Linked DNA regions of Zea mays: region 2 is linked to region 1. The links are chromatin contacts, called in public Hi-C maps. All regions are on one chromosome and are shown on one strand. Each heading gives the region's core, a stretch centred on a gene start, on an enhancer-like site or on the middle of the called end of the contact. The rest is flanking DNA. Distances are from core to core; before and after follow the strand shown. Region 1 holds the start of LOC103638174 (alpha-mannosidase). Region 2 overlaps LOC103638195 (alpha-mannosidase).

The links. A called contact is a pair of places that touch in the nucleus more often than the background predicts.
Region 2: a contact with region 1 is called in a Hi-C map of leaf, with 6 times the contacts expected there. The contact joins the enhancer-like site here to the promoter of LOC103638174 in region 1. A contact is called at or near these places in 6 of 25 Hi-C or Micro-C datasets (bundle sheath, ear, leaf and 2 more).

The regions. Positions count from the first base shown.
Region 1 is chr1:118,883,595-118,888,130 of Zm-B73-REFERENCE-NAM-5.0, reverse strand. It overlaps LOC103638174 (alpha-mannosidase), which reads left to right and starts at 2,116. Exons shown (of 31, transcript XM_008661157.4): 1 at 2,116-2,713; 2 at 3,162-3,234; 3 at 3,478-3,855; 4 at 3,928-4,011. The coding sequence starts at 3,616.
Region 2 is chr1:119,487,673-119,492,208 of Zm-B73-REFERENCE-NAM-5.0, reverse strand. LOC103638195 (alpha-mannosidase) reads left to right here. Exons shown (of 29, transcript XM_008661190.4): 21 at 100-219; 22 at 443-508; 23 at 1,145-1,257; 24 at 1,353-1,437; 25 at 1,520-1,630; 26 at 1,712-1,807; 27 at 1,904-1,951; 28 at 2,041-2,109; 29 at 2,614-3,022. The coding sequence ends at 2,802. Among protein-coding and RNA genes, the nearest start is that of LOC103638195, 12 kb to the left of the region's middle. Within about 2 kb of position 2,713, at least 6 of the 20 cell types and tissues checked have an H3K27ac peak or open chromatin away from gene starts, as enhancers often do. A contact at or near this core is called in leaf and tassel, where this site is marked.

The sequences.
Region 1 (4,536 bases), core at 867-3,366:
CTACATGTTTTTATATACGTTCATAGACACTAGACATGGTATTATCGAGCTGGCTCGTGAGCTAAACGAGCCAGCTCGAGTTGCCAAAGGAGTCGATCCGAGTTGGATCTTCAGCTCGTTAACATAACGAGTCGAGCTGAGCCAGCTCGTTATCTTAACGAGCCAGCTCGAGTCGAGTCGAGCCGAGGCCGAGCTAGCTCGATATCCACCCCTACCTGCTGTGTCTTCCCCCTTGTGAGACGATGTGTCCACTTGAGCGACTCTTACCCCTTGCTTGGATTCCCTCAAGTGACGTGCCTCAGCGCGTGAGTGGGCAATGTGTGGGTAGTCAGCTATTGGTAGTTTCAGAGTTGGACTCAGTTTAGTGTTAGTATGGCCCATGTCAAGAACATGGGTCCGTCAGGTGGAGGTGATGATTAGGACCCACCTTGCCCTACTAGGCAGCAAGGCAGTCTACCTAGAGCAGCAAGGAGGCAAGAAAATCGCATGTTGGATAGAGCTACTCGAGCAATGCTTGCAGCAGCAGAGCGAGCAAAGTAGGGAGGGCAAATTCACATTGGTGCTGATCAACTTCCATTTAGATACAACAACAGTCTTCTCGTCTGCGCACTCCCCCGGCTGTCCTAGACCCCTCACCTACTCCACCAACTTCTGCTCCACTAGCCTCAGCTCCGCTTGCACTCCTACCCCTACCACTTCCACTACTCCAGAGCTTTCCTGCACCGCAGCTACACCCACAACTTCCATCACACCCGTAGCCTCCGCCACTCCTACCACCACTATCGCTAGTCCCTCTGCCACTCCACCTATTCCACCCCCTCGCTGTCGGAGCGCGACGAGGTTGATGTTGCCTGCCAAAATAGGAAAGCACACGATCAGATCCTGGACTGGGGCACGTGGACCTGGTCCGGTGGTGCATCGAACCGGTCCGATGCACCCGTAGTCAGCCAAATTTGACACATTTTTACAAGGAAGCAGCAATGACTATGGGACCTTTTGGGGCTATAAAAGGACCCCATGTCGATCTCCTTCAGTACCAAGAACTCCAAGAGCATTCACAACTCCGACACTCTGCCACGACGCTGTTTAGCGATTCTAGTGATATCCGAGCACTATTTTGTGTCGTTTTCTTGTGACAATTGTGTTTGCACTCTCGTGATATTCTTTCTAGCGTTGTGTTGTTGCGTTTGCTCTTGTATGTATTCTCTCCCTTCCTTGTGCTCAACTTTGTAACTGTAATTCTTGTACGGCTGTAAGAGACTCCAATTTGTAGAGATTCCTTGCTAAAGGGATTCATATTGATAAGGAAGACAATGTCACTTAAGTTTTGATTTTTGGATCATTTGAGAGGGGCTGAAAGCAACCCTTATAGACACCACGATGTAAATGTAGGCAAACATTTTAGCTTGATCGGACCACAGGATAAAATCGCTTGTGTCCTATGTTCATTTAGTTTTTTGCGATTGTCTACCTTCCTAAGTTCTCAAAGTTCACTTGTGATATTGCTCTTAGTTTAATTTATATCTTAAAAGTGCAATCAAGCGAAGGGAACTTTTCTCACTTCCTCAAACTTGATTTATTTTGTACTAACTCTTATTCTAGATCAAGTTTATGGTTTTTAGTGATTATTTTGCAGGATCACCTATTCACTTCTCTAGATGATCTCGAAAGAACGCAAGATTTTATAGGAATCGTACATGAGATTTCATAGGAATCAATTAATTTTCACTAAAAAACCATATGGAAGTGGAAAATCCCGTGTTCCAAAAGAGGCATAACAAAATAATAATAAGATGTGAGTCTGATATAAAATTAGGATGTAAAAAATTGAGATCTATAATAACGTATGCTATTAGTTTTTTGTGCACTTGTTGTACATTAACATTTTATCGAATTCGTGTCATTGCAACGCACAGTCATTATGCTATATTTTTTAGTATGTAACTAACAAAAGTATAGAATAAAAATAATTGTTTTTATATATCAATGTATTTTATTATAGCGCTTCTACATCTTATTGTATCTTACCGGTACATGTTGACTCTGTAGCAACGCGCTATCAGCGTACACTAATTTAGAAGAAAGAATAAAAAAGGAGAATGACAATGGCACATGCGCACGGGGCCCGCGCGCTCGGAGGGCGGCAGCGGCGGGCCGTGTGGCCACCGCTACACTCCGAGTCCAGAGAAATACAGCGCATTGGCGCATGGCCTCCCGGCGGAGTTCGCCCGCGGCGGCCTCTGTGGCCGCGCGCTCTCGGCATGTGAGCCCATGAGGCGCGTGAGCAGGAGCTCGTGGCTGGCACCAAGGTGCGGCACTGCGGCCGCTGCCACTTAAATCGCCTGGCTCGCGCGCGGAAGACGGGAGGGAGAGGCCTCCTCTCATATCCACCGCAACTAGTCCACCGTAAAAGCATGAGCTCCCGCGCGGCTCGGCCATGGCGAGCCAGCGCAACCCGTGAACGCGGCGGCCGGCGCAAGCACAGGATGGACTGCGCGCCCTTTGCGGCCATCTGTGAGCGGCGGCGCAAGATCCGCGTCTGGCGCAGAGAAGAAAGGCGCGGCGGCGCTCGGGACCCTGGCTCGCGTGCGCAGGGCCGCGATGTCATGGCAGCGCCTCCCATCCGCTGCGGCCTGGCGACCCCGACGTCCATGACAATATCACGCGCGGGAGCGGAGGTCCCAGAAGATAAGCGGCGGCGTGAGGAGCAGAGGTCCGAGAAGATTTTGATAGTAATAGTTGCGGATAATTCAGAAACATATATAGACATAATTTATGATATTTCAGTATTTTTCATATCAGTAAATGCTGGTAATTTAGATATAGATCTGAGAGGATACTTAATTTATGTTTCATAATGGAAAAAGTGGATTTAGATGCGAATTTATGGGGTGATTTAGATTATTATCACACTTAGGTGATTCATAATTTATATGCAAATTTATGTGTTATTTTATATCCACATAGTTGGTATTTAGATGTATATTTAGGTGTTGCTTAATGTTGTTTTGTAAATGGATATTTTTTTTGGAAAATAGATGAACCAAATGGCTATTATTATCAATAATATATTTTTGGGTTTTTGAGGATATAGATTTTTATTTTATACAGCGTTTCACAAGAATTTACATGGAACTTCTGTTTAATAACTTTTTTTGTAGCACGTCTGTTGATGATTAATATGAGGTCTTGTTGGAGCCTTAAGTCTTGCCGAAGATACAAAGGTCCCACCAGGTATAACTTCTAAGGAAAACACTTTCTCAAGAAGCTGTACAAATAGCGGGAAAATGTGAAGATAAACTACATACTCTGATCTAAATTTTACATTTTAGTACAAATGGAGACAGTGGGAAGAAGTGTGGCCAAAAAAGTTGCTAAACAATATACATGATTTAGCTTTTAATTTTAGCTTATTTTGGTCATAAACAGACTAGTAGCAACGAGGTCCAAGCTATATAGCACAGCGTTTGGCTGCAGGCAGGGTGACCACAGCTGGTTGGTTGGTTACGAAGGAGCCCATCGTGAGGGCAGGGCCCGGTACTCATCACAAAAGAAACGCCAACTCCAAGAAACCAACGGGTCTGCGCTGTAGGCGAATTCCCACTCCACGCCATCATGGCGCCGACGCTTCTGCTGGTAGCCCTTGTAGCGCTCGCGGTGGCAGCAGCAACGCCGATGGTGATGGAGGCATCGGCGTTCACGGAGGGGTGCAACAATAGGAGCACGCCGGGTGGTGGTGGAGGCACCGCGGTGGGGAACAAGCTGAACGTGCACTTGGTGCCGCACTCGCACGACGACGTCGGGTGGCTCATGACCATCGACCAGTACTACGTCGGATCCAACAACTCCATCCAGGTACCTTGCCGCCTTCTTCCTGCTGCTTCCTGTCATTTCAGTTAATAATTCTCACGCACCGGCTCCTGGCAGGGCGCGTGTGTGATGAACACACTCGACTCCGTGGTGGACGCGCTCGCCAAGGATCCTGCTCGCAAGTTCATCGTCGTCGAGCAGGTAAGAACCACCACTTGCTGCTTGTGCGTGCTAATTCCATCGCCTCCGATTCGGTCCTCGTCTGCTTATGGCTTCACTGTATATATATAATCGATTCTCTAAATACAATTACTCGACCTGCACAATATATATTGTTAATTTAATTCATAAAGTCTATATATGGCCCGCTTATAAAATGAACTGCTTTGACAACGTCAGTGGGCAGATATTCAAAATCAGGAGGCTTAATTTGATGGATACTTATTTTGGAAGCACACCATATACCTACCTACCTTGGCCATGGATCCCTATCATGTACAGTAAATAGTACTAGCTAGTGCCAAAGCATGGACCAACATGTCGACTATGCTGTTACAAAAACATCCATGTCGTACTCACTCAAAGGTACACAGCCTGTCTCCCAAATTGTGAGTACTAGCAGATACAAGGATACCCCACACAAGATAACATGGATAAGCATTGGAGGATTCTGAGGATACCAAGGACCACAAAGGATAGGAAGATGAGAGCACAAGCCACAGGGAA
Region 2 (4,536 bases), core at 1,464-3,963, 600 kb before region 1:
AGAAATGGGGTTAATTTTCGCTATTTTGGGACAGTATAATATCCCAGGTGATGGACGCATATTCTATTCAAAATCAACTAACTCTCATTTGTCACAAAGATTGGGCCGATCCCTGTCGATGATGATGTAGGGAAGGAGGTCATCACACGGCTGACAGCAAATATGGTCACAAACAGTACGTTTTATACAGACTCCAATGGAAGGGATTTCCTCAAAAGGGTAATAATCTTTATAATTAATTTATACTTTTGGATATTTGCTGCTCTTACTTGTTTATAAAACACACACCATTGTACAGTTCGTTTCGTTCCAAATTATAAGTTATTTTAACCTTTTTAGAGTCATAGATTTTGTTATGTAATTTGGAACGGAGGGCATCTTTGTCGTCTGTATTTGGACATGTTTTTTAGATTCATAGATTCACACACACTTCCATTTGCAGGTGAGAAACTACAGGGAGGACTGGAATCTTCAAGTAACTCAACCAGTTGCAGGAAATTACTATCCGGTAAGGAAAGCAGCCTCATAAGCAGGAAATTACTATCCTTGTTAAATATTTTCTGCCATGAGCAGAACTATTGGCGAACAGTGCACTGCTTAAGCCTTGTTCGGTTATTTCCAATATATATGAATTGGATGAGATTGAAAAAAATGAAGAAGAAGTTTAACTTGTTTGGGATTCAAACCCATCCAATCTCACTCAATCCACATGTATTGAGAGCTAACCGAACAAACCCTTATATGGGTGTCTGGTGCTGTATAGTTGATAATAACTGAGCCACGCATAAATAAGGAAAGGACGATTTACGTTGGGCCTATAATGACTTTTTAAGCCCAGTCCAGTAATCCCACCAGGCAGTAGATTTGGACCACCTTAGGCTAGGCTTGGGCTTTGGACGGCCCACTCGTGACTTTAACATTGACAAATAATTCAAATTTATGTTTAGGACTGCGCCAAAAATTTTGGGGCTTATGATCATTCCTGTACAAAAAAAAGTTTTAGAGGCGAGCAGACCAAATTTTCTCAAGTAGACATAGAATTCGGTTTCTACTATCTTTTTGCGCAGTTAAATATGTCCTTTTTTGTGTAAAGAAAGACAGTAGTTCGAAAATCTAGGAGTGTTCTGACAGGTTGACTCTCCAGGTGAACCTAGGAGTGTATGTAGCAGATGAAAAATATGAGCTATCTGTGCTTGTGGACCGTGCTGTCGGAGCATCAAGCATTCAGGATGGTCAGCTAGAGATTATGCTACACAGGTATCAGCTAAAGTGGCGTGTGCTCAGTATTACTAATCCCCTTCCAGACTGAAACTCTCTCTAGTCTAACCACAGATGTTGTCAACTAATTTCAGGCGTTTACTTAAGGATGATGGCAGGGGTGTCGGAGAGCCACTTGACGAGGTGGTTTGCGTGGATCAAGATTGCCAAGGGCTTACGGTACACACATTCAGTTCTGTCTCTATTATATCCTGCTATCCAGTCACTGATAGCTACCGTAATCCTTCCAAAAACACCACAGGCCAGGGGCAATTACTACGTCAATGTCGAGAAGCTAGGGCATGGAGCTCACTGGCGACGTACATATGGCCAGCAAGTCTACTCACCCTTTCTCCTTGCTTTCACTCATGAGGTACATCCGCTTGCCCTCTGAACCTTTCTGCTCTGTGTTTTCATGCCGTCCAAGTTAACAATTTGTTCTTGTTAATTACAGGATGAGACCAGCTCGAAATCCTACAGCGTGGCCAAAGCTGGTATGATGAATGCCAACTACAGCCTTCCTGATAATGTCGCCATTGTTACTTTGCAGGTATCACTGTACCTGTTCTCCTCCTTCCCATTACTTTGCATCCGATTACTTGTATATTTTCCGTTACAAATTTACCTGTTCGTCTCAACATTTCAGAATCTAGATGATGGTACCACACTACTCCGCTTGGCCCATCTCTTTCAAGTATGTTTGTAGTTTATTTAAAATTTTGTTATTTTTCCTCTCCTTGATAATGAATCATCGATACTAGTCAATATTTGCCGGGTCTGTAGGCTGCTGAGGACCCGAGATATTCCAAGGTGGCAAAGGTTGATCTGAAAAAGGTGTTCGGAAAGAGAACTGTAAGTAGAGAACTTGCTGCAGCTCATATATTTGAAAGAAAACAAAAAATGAAGGTGTCCCCAAATAACTCTGAGGTCCTATTTGTTTTCTTTTATTTTGAGGAATTGAAATTTTATTAATAGAATATGCTATTCTTTTAGAATATAACATTTCACCACTTTTAAAAGTTATCATATAAGCCTATCTCAAATTCCTGTGATAAGAGATGAAAATTAATTTTATAGATTTACATGTTATTTTTCCGATGTACAACTTATAGCATAATCGTCTACTTGATTCGCTATAACATAAATGTATTATATAACTATCTCTTTCATATGATTTACGATAATATACAAATATATTACGTATATAAATATATGAACTTAATTAGTTTTGTCTAAATTATAATTATCAAAATGGAATTGAATTCCAACCAAACAAACGGGGCTGATAGATTTTTATAACTTGGACGTTCTATTCCAATTAAATGTTAGTGACGTTCAAATCAAATGTATGTGCAGATCAAGGAATTGACGGAGACTAGCCTCTCCGCGAACCAAAAGAAGTCAGACATGAAGAAGCTCAGCTGGAGGGTCATTGGGAACACTGAAACTGGTCCTGCCGCAGTAAAAGGTGGCCCAGTTGACAGTAGGGCTCTAGTCGTTGAACTAGGACCCATGGAGATACGCACCTTCTTGCTGAAATTTTAGTGGCAGTTGTTCTTTTGTTTGTAAACAAACAATAGTCCATAGAGTAATTTCTACCTTTTCATTAACGTGCCCAAATCTTAGTTCAAATAGGATCAAATACTTGGGCAATGGAGGTGCACACCCACACCAAGTTTGTTCATGTAATAATAGCTACATGTCGGGAAAAAAAAAAGGAACGGTTGTGGTGCTTTTCATTGTGTAAAGCGGGTATTTCTTCCTAGCGGATACCGTTATCTGTTGGGCTGATTGGGCTGATCTCGGGTCTGGTTTGAGCCCATTAGCACGCGTCCTGATCCATCTATCAATGGTTTGTTTGGTTTTTTTTAGTTATAATGTTTAGATATTATTTAAAAATACTAAATATAGTTTAATTATAAAATCAACTACATATATAAGGACTAAATAATAAGATAAATCTATTAAACCTAATTAATCAATATTCGACCATGTAATGCTATAATAAACATTTACTAATCATAAATGAAATAGGCTTAAAAAATTTTCTTTTATCATTTAGTCTTTAGTTTTGTAATTAGATTATATTTAGTAATTGTAATTGGCACTTGAATATTCGATGTGCACTTTAGAACAAATCCCTAAAGCGTGAAGGTGAGGGAATATCGATACCATCATCCCTCGTACTACTCAGACCAAAAGTATAAAATGTTGTGTTTTAAATCTAGTGGATAGGGCTCTCGTGGAGATCAATTTGGATCTAACAATAGCATCAAGAGTCATGTTCCCTACAACTTTAAAGGTGAAAGGAAAATGTGCCTAACAGTCCATTGGGCACCAAAACAGGCAGCGGACGGTCCGACCCCCAGGCCGGATGGTTCGTGCGCGCGCAGAATCAGTTAGGGTTCCGAGTTTTTTGTGAGTTTTGCTAGCTAAAACCGCAGAATTAGCTTGGGATATATATAATGTTGTGTTTTAAATCGATACCATCATCCCTCGTACTACTCAGACCAAAAGTATAAAATGTTGTGTTTTAAATCTAGTGGATAGGGCTCTCGTGGAGATCAATTTGGATCTAACAATAGCATCAAGAGTCATGTTCCCTACAACTTTAAAGGTGAAAGGAAAATGTGCCTAACAGTCCATTGGGCACCAAAACAGGCAGCGGACGGTCCGACCCCCAGGCCGGATGGTTCGTGCGCGCGCAGAATCAGTTAGGGTTTCGAGTTTTTTGTGAGTTTTGCTAGCTAAAACCGCAGAATTAGCTTGGGATATATATATATATATATATATATATATATATATATATATATATATATATATATATATATATATATATATATATATATATATATATATATATATATATATATATATATATATATATATATATGGAGGACTACGACAATTGGAGGGAAACAATCGAATCAATAATCAACAATATATATTTCGTTTTTATCTTATGCATTAGGAGTAGTTTTGGTTTAGCCTTTCTCTACCTCAAATCTTCACATCTCTTCGGCTCTACGTCGACTAGAGGCGTATTGGGTGGCCTGCCGATCCCAAGACAAAGCCTAGGACCTCTCCTCCCCGATGCGGTGTGGTGGAACTACCCGAATTATTCCAACTTAAGTGCTTAAGTCCCACCTTAGAGGCTAGACCATACTTAAATGGGAATAAGACGTCAGTCCCTCGGATCTAGTCCGACAAGGCCACTAACAGGATCAAGTACCACGTACTCACTCGAAGGTGAGGCATAGATCAAATACAATAAAGCAT